3 separate regions of the Gossypium hirsutum genome follow, and all the other regions are linked to region 3. A link is a contact called in public Hi-C data. All regions are on one chromosome and are shown on one strand. The core of a region is the stretch at or near the end of the contact, and the rest is flanking DNA. Distances in the headings are between cores, read along the strand shown.

What was found. A called contact is a pair of places that touch in the nucleus more often than the background predicts.
Region 1: a contact with region 3 is called in a Hi-C map of seedling, with 2.4 times the contacts expected there. The contact joins the promoter of LOC107922128 here to the promoter of LOC107921257 in region 3. A contact is called at or near these places in 3 of 34 Hi-C or Micro-C datasets (leaf and seedling).
Region 2: a contact with region 3 is called in a Hi-C map of leaf, with 4 times the contacts expected there. The contact joins the promoter of LOC107921989 here to the promoter of LOC107921257 in region 3. A contact is called at or near these places in 4 of 34 Hi-C or Micro-C datasets (leaf and seedling).

Annotation. Positions count from the first base shown.
Region 1 is chrD01:47,922,260-47,926,571 of Gossypium_hirsutum_v2.1, reverse strand. LOC107922128 (auxin efflux carrier component 4-like) reads right to left here and starts at 1,821. Exons shown (of 6, transcript NM_001327195.1): 1 at 564-1,821; 2 at 186-477; 3 at 1-59. The coding sequence starts at 1,821.
Region 2 is chrD01:47,508,451-47,512,828 of Gossypium_hirsutum_v2.1, reverse strand. LOC107921989 (probable sulfate transporter 3.3) reads right to left here and starts at 2,944. Exons shown (of 13, transcript XM_016851795.2): 1 at 2,551-2,944; 2 at 2,414-2,462; 3 at 2,104-2,311; 4 at 1,819-1,990; 5 at 1,547-1,612; 6 at 694-807; 7 at 474-590. The coding sequence starts at 2,856. LOC107921992 (a long non-coding RNA gene) reads left to right here. Exons shown (of 2, transcript XR_001691169.2): 2 at 1-55.
Region 3 is chrD01:47,759,916-47,764,457 of Gossypium_hirsutum_v2.1, reverse strand. It overlaps LOC107921257 (homeobox-leucine zipper protein HOX3), which reads right to left and starts at 2,528. Exons shown (of 4, transcript XM_016851134.2): 1 at 2,055-2,528; 2 at 1,606-1,802; 3 at 1,373-1,452. The coding sequence starts at 2,142.

The DNA.
Region 1 (4,312 bases), core at 572-3,071, 160 kb before region 3:
CAGCATCTGACAGGATGGAGATAGACTTCTCTATTATTTTCGGCATACTCACATGCCACCTGCATTAATTAAAGTCCCCCCAAACCAGTAAATTCATTACATATGAAACAACCCAATTAAAAAGTAAAAAAAAAAAAAGACTTGTTGAATAATGTTTGAACCTTAAAATCAAATAATGAGCTGACCTGAAAGCAATTAGGGACCAAACCAGCCCGATGAGACTGGAATATGTGTTGGGGTTTCGTATAAGCTTGCGCCAGACCATGATCAAGATTAAGCGGGTCATTACACTCGCCGGCGGCATTTGTTTGCCTACGCCAGACTCAGGCCCTCCGGCGGCTTTAGGGTGCAACTCGGCCGTTGAACTAGACCCCAACTTATTGAGACCATTGGGTCCTTCCTTTTCTCTCTCCTCTTCCCCATCTCTTCCAGCAAAGCTAAAGTCCTCTCCATTAACGTCACCACTGCCTGTCATGCCTTCACAAGCTACAATCTATTATTAAAAAATTCCAGTAACTCCTAACCGAGCAGAATAATCTAGTTTACTAATAAATTTATTGTACCTTTGTTTTCCCCGTTTTGAGGGTGATCTGCGACCAACATCCTTATCTCTTTAGCACCCTGCTCAGACCGTCCAGATTGCTCGGACGCTCCGAAATCTGTACCACCAAAGACATGGAGACCTCCGCCTTCTGAAACCGGCGAGGCACTTGAACTCCACACAAACATGTGCAATTCCTTGGCATCATGATTCTCTTTATTATTCTCCTTCTCCTTAGGCTGCTGCTGTGGTTGAACTGGCTGCTGCTGTTGTTGTTGGGTAGCTTTAGCGTTCTTCGTGACGGATGAGAATTCAGGGTTTGGAGCAGGGTAGGATGAAGGAACAGTCTGTGCTGGATAAAATCCAAATCGTGGAGACATTACTGTATTGTTTTCTTCAAAATTGGATGGCCTTGGAGTAGGTCCTCTAGAGGATTGAACAGAGTATAAATCAGCTGGACCGAAATTGGAGTGTCTTGCAGGAAATCCTTGAACACCCATCATGGAGTAAAAGTCGGAGTTGTTGAAATTGGAACCTCTTGGCGTGGGGTTCCTTGAAGAGCTCAAACTGTAGATTTCAGCTCCGGTGAGGTTGGAAGGCCTGGGAGTCAATGCAGGAAGGGAACAAGGCCCCAAAGACCTCCTGGAAGCATTAGATTTCCTGACCTTAACGTGTAGCTTGCCGTCTTCCCCGATTTCAGCGTCGGTTTCGAGGAAGTCGCGGCCGTCAAGTGAAACCACATCGGAATCAACTTTGAAAGAAACAATGGAAGCTGCAGTTTCGGGAAACTGCTCCATGATGAGGATTTTGGCACCGCGGTACTCAAAAAGGAAAAGAAGAAGGGTGTACCAAATGATACACTGGAGAACCACGACTTGGACCATGAGCATCCCGGAGTAGGGACCGTACATAGCGATTAAAAGAGGAATGCCCATGACTAGAGTGTTGGGGAGAGTAGATAAAGAGAAAATGGTGATCATCCATTCTAGGCTTCCGTTCCTTGTTAAATTAGTCCACAATCCAAGAACGAAGAGCATGATGAGCTTTTGAAGGGTGTCGGCTGCTACGAACCTGAAGTTCATGGCATAAGGGTCATTGGTGGAAATGAAGTGGAAAGACAAGAGAGGAACGGCAAATATGGCGACAAAGCGGTTGATACCCGAGCACTGGTCGGGGGTGAATATTTTCCACCAACGGACGGAGCCGTAAGCCAAGATCATAGCAACGTACAGTGGGATCACCGCCGTTAAAACGGTGTAAAGATCGTTCCAACTAATCATCTTCCGATGAAGGAGAAGAAGAAGAATGAAAGGGCAAAATGGGGATAGCAAAAACCGTTATTTAACTAACTTGAGAAGATCTCTGTTTCTAGGACAGGTGCCTGCTGCTTGCGTCTGAAAGAAAGACTGCAAAATTTTTGTGATATATAAAAAGGGTAATCAAAGTAAGGAAGTGAGGAAAGAGAGAAAATGAGAAGCCAGCGTATAATTTAAAAGATATGCAACTTTTAATTTAGAGAGAGGGAATTATATAAGGGAAGGGAAGAAGGTAAAGAGTGAAAATAATACAGGAGTAGGGAGATAAGCAGAGGATGATAGGACACTCAACTATGAAACTTGGGTTAACAATTCACCGCCTCTTCTGGTTAACTTAACTACAGAATTTGGTTAATAATAATAATAATAATAATAATAATAGTAATAATAATAATGTACAGGTGGCTCTTCTAATGTGCCATTGGCTTTTTCCATGACGTGGACGGCCCTCATTTTCTTTTTAATCTAAAACTGCACTAATTAATCAATATAATTTATTTTTATTAACATTCCACCATTTTATTACTTTTTTAATTTAATATATAAATCATTAATTAAAATATTTTTATATATGATTTTTTTATCCATCATATATTAAAAATGTATAATCAACCTTTGAAATATATTTTAAATTTAGTATTCTTCCTTACTTAAATCCCACTAATTTAACATATTATATTCTTTAAAAACAGAAAAAAAATTAAAATACCATAAATATCTTAAATTATTGTTGACAAGGAATCGATCCTTTTAGGAGAAGTTTCATCTTCTGGGAAGTCGACTTCGACCTCAACAATTGAAAGTATTGTCCTTATATCGAGATTTTATCTCTAGCCTCTACAGAAAGCCATGTACAGTTGACGGAGAAATACTTCGATCAATAAAGATAAGTGACTGCAAAACTCGAAATAAATGTTAATACGAGACTTGTGAATAATAATAGAGGTACGTAGAGACATCATAGCTCGAACCATCAATATTGATATTATAATATTAAATTTTCAAAATATAAAACAATTCCCCTGGACATTAAAGCCTAATAAATTTAATAATCTAAAGTTTTTTACTAGGAAAATTATCTCTAATATTCTTTCACAATCTATGAGGAATTGGTAAAAATAAATAAAATAAAATTCTTGTTAGATGGAATCTTTGAAAAAACCCTAGAATAAATTGCTGAAAAGCAAGCCCTCCTAAGTTAACTGTATTACCAAAAAATCAATATTAAATTATATATCTCACTTTAGATAGTAAAATCTTTTAATTTAAAAATAAAAAATTCAAATATATTTTTAAATTCATTTGTTTATACAATATAAGTTTAAACTTACCTACTAACACACATTATAATACCATGAACAAACCTATGAATTGAACTCTAATCTCACACTTTTATTTTGTGAAATTATTTGGTAGCATATTTGTTTAGGTATAAAAATAGAAGTGAAAGGAAAGAAGAGTGAATCGTAGGACTTGGGTTGCTGTTTGTCTTTGACTTAGTATTAGGAAACACATCATTGATTAAAAGTATGGTTTAAAATATGTTTTAAATATACTTACTCTTTGTATATTTGAAATAAGTATCTCTACTTTTATTTCTAAGAATTTAAATTTCTATCTTTATTAAAATCATTAAAATTTTTGTGTAAATTCACAAATATAACCTTTTGAAAAAAAACAAAAACTCAACTGGTAACTATATAATGAAAAATATATCATTGTAATGAATTTGAATTTAACAAAAAAAATAACAATATTATCAATTGAACTTGAATTTTTAAATTCAAAAAGTAAAAAAACTAAATTCTAGATATATAAAAAAAATATGAGAAAAGAATATTTTAACCGCCAAATACTAATAAAATATCCCTATTTTAATTATATTATTTTATAATAAATCAATTAATTACTCTCATGTGTATGTGTATGTGTATGTGTATGTGTATGTGTATGTGCATTCTACTAGTCATTTACATATAATGATTTATTTGGCCTTTTAACTTTATCAAAAATAATCATTTTAGTTCTTTATTTTATTTTTTATCTTTTTTAACCTTTAAAATTGTGTTATTTGTCAAATCACTTCAAAATGAATGAAAAAATTAATGCTTATTAATTTTGTTAATGTGACATGTCATATGGGTGCTTAATTAATTTTTTAAAATTTAAAAAATTAAAAAAAATTATATAATTTTTAAAAAAATTAAAAATTGTTAAAAAAAAGTATAAAAAGTATATATATTTAATTTTAAAAATTAATTAATTTCTAAGAGGCATAAATGTGGACTGTCTCGTGGATGCCATGTCAACAAAGTTAACAGATATTAAATTTTCCATCTATTTTGAAATGATTTAATAAATAATGCAAGTTGAAGGGTTAAAAAAAATTTAATTAAAGGATTAAAATTACTTTTTATATAATGTTGAAGGACAAAAGAAATTATTATGATTTTAC
Region 2 (4,378 bases), core at 1,695-4,194, 250 kb after region 3:
TTATATTATTGATTAGAGGTCTTGAACCACTGTTAATCTATTTCCATTATATTAACTGGTACTTTAGCCTTTGCAAATTGAACCAGTTGTCTTAATTATTGTCCTTCTACTTCCATATAACTCCAGGCCAAGCCAGGATACCAAGGGGTGTCCTGTAGGATAAACTTTTACCTCCTTCATTAACTTGTTCAATAATCTGACTAGGCAGATATTAGCTCATCAATATTACAAGAATGGTATAGTTTGGTCTGCCAAATTTGTTTCAGTTTCCAACTTCAAAATAAATCTGTGGGGGGCAACTGGCCATCATTTATTGTATGCATGTTCCCCTGCACATCAAGCCTTAAATGGTTTGCTTTGTTATCTATTTTGGTTTTCAGAGAGCTATGCCAAGTTATTGCTTTGCTAATTATAGTTGGTGGCTTTATTTGTTTTTAATGGGGTATCAGTTTAATTTGGGGGGGGGGACTTACAGTGAGGGAAATAATGCCAGTAACAAGGCCAGTTTTTATTGACAGTCCAAGGTGGCTTCCACGAAATTGCAGCATATTCCATGAAGGAGGATTTAATCCTTCTTGCAATTTTCCAATCTATTAAGTAGGCAAACCAATTAACAGTCAGCCAAAGAAGGACAAAATGAAAGGGGAAAGCAAAATGTGAGAGTTACTTAAGTGGGGGACCCTGGAAACTTACTATACTGATGCCATGGTGCTGAGCTTTGAATGCAAAAACCAGAAGCGTAGAGAGGATGACTGAAACAAGAGGAGCACCAGCTGAGACCCAAAACAGCTTTGGTCTTTTCATGCTCTGCATGGCACACACCCCCAAGTCAATGCATATTCCAAGTGTAAGACTTGCACAACAGTGTATTGACCCTTTCATGTAGGACCCTTTGGATTGCTATGATTGCATCATTACTAAATCTTGTTCCAGACCAGGAAAAAGAGAAAAGGAAAGTGAACCAAGTCCATAAGGGCTAAGGCAAAAGAAGTAGTGGAGCCCATACATGTTGAACATGCAGAAACAAGCTTAAAGTTTTAATGTTTTAAGCTTGCCTGCGAGGATCCCAGACCATGTTTCTCAAATGTTCCCTTATTTTCCCCAGGTTGCAAAGGGCAGAAAACTTTATGTATATCCATGTGAAATCAATACTTAATATTTACTTCCAGGATTGGCAGGATGTGGACATAAAAGAAATAATTAATAATGAATCATTTAGAAAACACTATGACCACCCAGACCATGGCAATACATGACATGTGTTACCCATGCAGAGCCAGAAAAGAGACAAATCATCAACCTTTTACCTTTCTGATTGGTGAAATGAATATTTTTGGGGGCCAGATATTAGAAAACAGTGAATTGTAGATGATAGAATCATAGAAACCATCCAATTAAACACTGAAATAAATGGGGGTTGGGGGGGCGGATTTTATCTTGAGTGTCAAGTTCGATTTTAAGGCGGTTAGTAGCGCCCTTTTGAGAGAGAAAAAGACCAGATTCCACTTCAGACTTGAAGACAAAGAGATGAGTAATAAGAACGTACAACATGTCTAGCCACTAGCAGGAACACCAGGAAGCAAAACCCCATCAGTATTGTTTGCCAAGACCACTGCAAAGAAGAAGAAAATCCCATAAATTTTTGATGGAAACGAATATAAAATTAGACAAAAGAGTTGCTCTACCATGAAGGAACCTTGAACCAAGCTTGTTAAATGATGAGAGAAAGCAAAAGTGACCAAGTAATGAAGCAGTTACCATTTAAGTGACATTTACATGAAAGGATTAGTGCAGAGTGCAGATTAAAATACCATTTACCTCCTCTGTGTTGTGGAAAACAGAGCTCAAAACAGGTACCAAACCCATTTTTGTAGTAAAATGAGTGATTCCAAGAAGGCTTTTCAGTTGTTGTAAAGAAACTATTATAGCAGCCCCTGCCATGAAACCGATAAGTGTTGCCTTCGAGAGGAAATCAATGATAAATCCGAGCCTGTTGCCAGAAATCATCAGAACGTGGTTATAAATAATAAAAAGAAGAAAAAAAAAACATCAGAACGATTAATTAAAATTATATATATTGAAAGGTGGAAAAAACGACTTCACCTTAAAAATCCCAAAGAAGCTTGGAAAAGACCAGCAAAGAAAGTTGTAGTAAAAGCTAGTTGAAGAAACAAGACAGGATCACTGACAGGGGATACTTCTTGTCTAAGCATGGATCCAAGTATAAGTGAAGCAATGGAAACAGGCCCTACTGCAAGGTCCCTGGAGCTTCCAAGTACAGCATATACAAGAGGAGGCACAAAGCTGGAATCTAGACCGGTATGGAATAAACAAGCTTTACCAAATCAAAATCCAATCAAACAGTAATCTTAAAGCTGCAAACAAGCTTCATTAAAAGGGCAGAGTTACTCACAGAGGCCAACAATTGGCGGTAGATTAGCAAGCTTAGCATAACTGATTCCCTGAGGTAAAGAATTTGAGAGGTCAAAGAAATGGAAAAAAAACATTGATAGATGATTATAGATAAAAAGATGAACTGAAAAGCAAAACCTGGGGGATGGCTAAGCTAGCAATGGTAAGTCCGGCTACAATATCAGATTTGAAGAGACCGAGACTATAATGAGGACCCCATTGGAGAATAGGGAAGATGTATTGAGCTGCAAGAATCCATTTCTTCCCGGTAGGTTGTCCTTTGAATTGGCGCAGAGGATCATCAGGGAAGAAAGTTTCTTTGAGCGTGGTTTTAAGCTTATGAATGGTGCTCTTATGGGGTGGTGGGACAACTCTGTGAACCTCCATGGTTATTTCAAGGCAGGTTTGAGGCTGCTCCGTGTTGCTAGAATTAGAGTACTCCATGGTAGTAGTAGTAGTATAAATAGAAGCAAGAACAAAGAAACTTGGTAATAGGTGTTAGCTTGTTTCGGTTGAGCAATGCTCCAATTTATGTATGTGAGGGCCCGTCAAATCAAATCAATTTATGTGTGTAAAGACCGCGAACAAACAAACTAGTACTTGTCGAATAGAATGTCTAAACTCTAACACATAGAGGAATAGAGAGAGAAAGAGGGGTGAGCCTTATCAATAAGCCATTGTTGGTGAATAGTGATCCCACTTTTACTTTATTTTTATTTTTTTTAAATTTCCTGCTTCTTTGAGTCTTGCGTGCAATAAGTTGTGGTAGAGAGATAATTTAAATGTGTAATCCCTCTTTTGAAAAGTTACAATTTAGGAATATATGAAAATTATAAATGTTAATATTTAAAAATTTAAATATTAAAAAAAATTATATATAAAAAATGATGGGTTGAATTAAAATTTAAAGGTATGTTTTATTGGATACAAAATGAGTCAAGATCATATGTACCCACGGAATGAATAAATTCATGAGAAGTGTGAGAATTAAAGGGTTAACACTTTAATCACGTCAAGTAAATTAAGCAAAACGTGATGAGGATAGTAACATATTTCAGCTCCCATAAGGAAGGGGTATGCCAATACCATTCATATATTGCATGTTTTTAATGCAGGCAGAAGATGGAATGTTTTTCTGATGGGATATCAATGGCCAGCTTAGTTGGCTCGAATATCAGGAGTTCCAACTAGGGTTACATTTGGATACAGTAACTTTTGCTTGGGTAACATTGGTGTGAGATATGTTAGGTATGGTATACCTACAAGTAAAGTTAAGAGGTTAACAAATATCTTATAAGAGTATAGAAATAAAAAATAAATATTAATAAAAAAAACATGTCAATTTTTTAAAAATAATTATGGGATAAAAAATACACTACCAATATACCAAATACTCACCCTTAATATATTATATTTTATAATAGTGTAGGTATAATATATTAATATTAAGTGATAATATAATAAAATTATGTACTATTAAATGCTAATTAGTATTATATTTATATTAACCAAAAAATTAAGGTTACATTTATTTAAATAATTATTAAAAATAATTATATTATATTATATTATATATTAATACATATTAAAATTATGTTATATTAAATAAGAAATAAAACCATATGCAAACTAAAAATTAAAATTATTAATAATAATGAAAAGATTAAAGACGCTAAAATAGTAATTTTAGCCTTGAGAGCCTACTGCATTCACTGGCCATCTAATCTAACCTGCCGTTAAAATTTTGGAGGCCCCATATATTTGAAAATTGAAACACCTCACTAGAGGTGTGACCAACATAAAATAAAAATAAAAATTCTCTTACCTTTTAAATTGTAAGCATAATGAATTATTTTGCCTACAATTTTTTTCTAAAAAATTCATTTAAACATTTAATTTAATTTTTTTAGTTCTTAAAATTTTTATATAGTGATAAGAGTATTATATTATAAATGAAAAATATTAT
Region 3 (4,542 bases), core at 1,279-3,778:
GAGTAATAAATTCAAGCTTGGATTTTACTCGTATTTCAAGTTCATTTATTATCTTATTAAATGCTAACCATTACATACAGACAAATCAATTATCACTCAAAACAAACTGCAATTCTGATCAAACAAAAGAACATGCATGATTATAATATACCAACCTATCTTTCCCTTCACTCATTTCATTCAATAATGTAATACACGTATGTAATAATTCATCAATGCATGGCTAAGTCCAAAGAATGATGGGTCAAACCACGACTTTATTAGAGAAAAGGGGGATGATGATGATGATGATGATCTGACTACCATTCGGGCCTGAAGCAGACAAGCAATATTTCTTAATTTGCTGCCATCATTGTGATAATACCCATTTCTTCTTCTTCTTCTTTTTTTTAATCCCCCATGCTCTCTATTATCAGCTTATGAAATCAGACCACATCATTAGTTCTTCATAAGTCTGTTGATCTGCTTTTCGGTCGTGTGTCGTTTTTTGTTTCTATAACCTGGTTTTGTGATTATACATGGATGATTGCTTTTGCGTCTATGAAATAATAAGAAAAAGGACTTAATGAAATAGTTCTACATCTATCTATCTACCCGGTTTTATTGCTTACTTTATTTTTATATTCATCTAAATTTTATGCTAATTAAGTTTTGCAATGAGAAAATTATATTGATGAAAATAAGAAACTGCAACTTCCTTTTGCAGCATAAAATCATATGAAATTTTAGGTGAAAGATAAGTGAAGGAAGGCCATAAAGACAACGAATGGCAAAATGTTTGTTTTGCTTATTATGTCATGCATACACGACAAAAAATGATATATAGTATAAATAATAATAATAATAATAGTTATCCTGTAACTTGTTCCAAGTTGTTTGAAGGCCCTAAAAATCTGAATAAATTCATAGAATTTTACGGTGACAACGTGGTGTTGTATATATAGCTTGCTTTTAATTACTCTAATAAAATGTATATCACAGAGTGATAGTGATATATCAACGTCCAAAGACAACCGTTTTGTCAGGGAAATGACAAGAGAACCCCATAAAAATGAATCTAAGCTTTGAGAAACAGGCCTAAGACTGATTAGCATCATAAATTATTATATCTCTAATAACTAAATCTTTGAAACAAAATCTTTTGTTCAAATATTTCTACCTATATTATTAGTGTGAGAAAAATATACCGATGGAATTATTGATTAAGTTTTATTTATTCTGTTATATATATCTACCCTAAGCTACTTTAGTAACACCACCAACGAAATAATGATTCATTGAAAAGGAAAAAAAAAAGAATGAGAATTCATTTAAATGTAAAAAATATATATATTAATTTATGTATATGCATATGTGTATACGTATAGGGTACCTGGCCCTACGGTTCTGGAACCAAACTTCAACCTGCCTTGGCCTAAGCTTCAGCTGCAAAGCCAATGCCCCTTTCTGCTTCTGAAAACACAAAAATCCAAAAAGACATTAAATGAAAGAGATGGTGTGATGAATTTATGAGGTATTTTTTATGTTAAAAGAGGGAAAATGTTAGTTTGGTGTTAATTAATAAGTTTGGAAAGGGTAGGGTACTAGTTTGAAAATTTTACATACAGGGTTTAGGGTATGGTTTAGTCTGAAACTTTCTTCAAGAAGGCGAGACTGTTCTTTTGTAAGACGAAGCTTTTTTCGAGGAGGGGCACCATTATTGCAGCTTTCTTCTTCATCTTCCATGCTTGCTGTGATCCATTCATCTTCTGCTGGTACTTGGTTTATATCCAAATCTCTCACCGTACAACCCCCTTGATCACCTTTAACGTAATATTAAAAAGAAACGAGGTAAATAAATCAAATTTGATGCAAAATCAATCTATTTTCATCACCCATGGGGACGACCATCTTAAAAAGCATAAGAAAGAAAAGAAAAAAAACATTTTTCTGGAAACCATGCATGGAATCCGGGTATAGCATAAGATCAAAGACTGATGATACTAAAAGGGTTGACATATGTGTGTGTGTCTATGTTTATCAGTATTAAGAAGCAAACAATATTTTCGGCTTACCAGAAGAAGGGAAAGAAGGGGAAGAAGCGAAACCAGGAACAGATATCGTCAACTCCAAGTGTGAAGAGCCGGTGGGTAAAACCGCCATGAAAGTTGCAGAAGAACAAAGAAGAGAAAGATAACGATTGATTTTAAGGAGATAAAAGGTAAAGTTTATAAAAAAGATAAAAATAAATAAATAAATAAATAAAAGGGAAACAAAAGGAGACAAATAACAAGCACAAGAATATGAAAAGAAACGAAGGAAGGAGGAAAAAGATGGGGGGATGGTGTGATAGATATAAAAGTCTTAAGTAATAAATAGATACAGTAAATGAATAATAAAAATATTTTAATGAGGAAAAAGGAAAGCAAAATAAAAATATTAAAATTAGCTAGGGTTTTTGACTGTGGTCGTCAAAGTCAAACGCCTGACCCCATCTGATGTGAGACACGTATCATATCAGATAGATATTGGAAAATCTTAGGTGGTGTAGTACAATAAGGGGTATGTTTCGCTGTTTATAAAGTGAGGAGTCTCATTGTTGGGTTCAAAAGTCAGCTTAAAATGATTGGGAGCTTAGACTGGGGAGCCTATTGGTTTGGAGGTGCCCTTCCTATACCCTACACCTCAGCCTCATTACATCTTCATGGTGATGGAGGCATCTGGGCCATTCATTTGGCTGACCTTTTTGGTGATCAATGTATGATTTTAATAATCAGAAAGTGTCAAATGAATAATTATTGCGAGGGCGCAAATTAATGATGTTGGAAGGGTGTACAGAGGAATTGTAACGTATTAGAGCATAAATGCAAAAGGGAGAAGAATGGGGAAACAAATTAAAAGACATTAAATGGGAGAGAGGAAACAAGGGGTAAGGGCTGTGTAAGCCTAGGACTATTTTTGTTTATGTTTTAGGGATCTCTCTCACTCTTCTTTATTGCTTCTACCTTTTTACACCCATACTTAATTGTACAACAATTATTAACTTGTATATTTCCCTCAAAACTTTCCATTTATTTGGTAAGTTTCATCCATTAATTGGAAAAAAACGTTATTCAATGTTTTGTGGAGTTGGTAAGTATAATAACAAATTAAGTAACTATACCATTAATCATCAATTTCTTTCATTACAGTTATTTAAGTATTAAATCTCTAACATCATATCATGTTTCATCTAATTTTTAGTTTCTTTTCATTTTTGTTATCTAAAAATATCTTCTTTTGAGTATTGATTGGAATAAAAGATATATTAAACATTAAAATTAAAAAACTGTTACAAACTAAAATAATGCATTAAAATTTGTCTTTACTCCCTTATCAAAAATTTTATTTTTTCATATTGAAAATTTAAATTTTAAAACATCAAAATCAATTGAATAATGAAAATTTCATAGCCATTGATGGTGTGAGAGGATGTGTTACTACAATATTAAATTAATTAATTAATTAATTTAATCTTCTTCTAAAATTTAAATTTTATTTTATTTTCTCAAATTAAAATCAAAACAAATAACTCATATTTAATAATTGTCTACAAAACTCAAATTTCTTTTGATTATATAATATCGAATCTTCCATGCTAAGCTAAAAGAAAAGAAAAATCATTACAATTAATTAAATTAATTAATTTTATCTTCCAAGCCGAACAAAATCCATAATTATTTTCATCATTTCTTTAATGAATAACAAGCAATTAATTTAATTAATTGCAATCTTTCCTTTTAGCTTAGCATGAAAAATTTGAAATTATATAATAATAAAATTAAGTTTCCTAGACAATTATTAAATATGAATTATTCGAGTTGATTTCCTTAAAGATACTTTGTAAACATAAAATAAAATTTTAAATTTTAAAATAAATAAATTTAATTAATTTCAATATTATAGTAACAAATCCATTAAAATTATCAATAGATAAAAAATTTTAATAATTTATTTAACTGATTTTGATATTTTGAAATTTAAAATTTCAATATTAAAAAAATTAGAATTTTCAGCAATGAGATCAATAAATACAATTTAGCACAATTTTAATGCATTATGTTAGCTTTTACTGTTTTTTCAATTTAATCCTTAAATTTTTTACCCCGATCAAGACTTTAAAAAATAATTTTTTCAGTGACCAAAATTAAAAAGACCTAGATATTGGATGACTAAAATGAAAGTGTAAACATGATGAGGGCATGATTTGGCATGTATTGTTAGCATCATTAAGGATTTAGCACTTGTAACTAAAATGAAAATACCCTAAACATTAGGTGATAAAATTGTAAGGATTTTTTTTACCAAAAAAAATGCACACCAACCAAATTTATAATTGATAAATGTGGCGTGATAATTATTCATCTCATTTCTTAATCATATAAATTTAATCCTCTTATAAAATAACTCATCAATTACCATTTCATATAACATGGACATAAAAAGAATTAATACTATAGCGGTGAATTACTCTGATATTGAAAAAAGAAAATCTAATTGATATGTAATAAATGCAAAATTAAA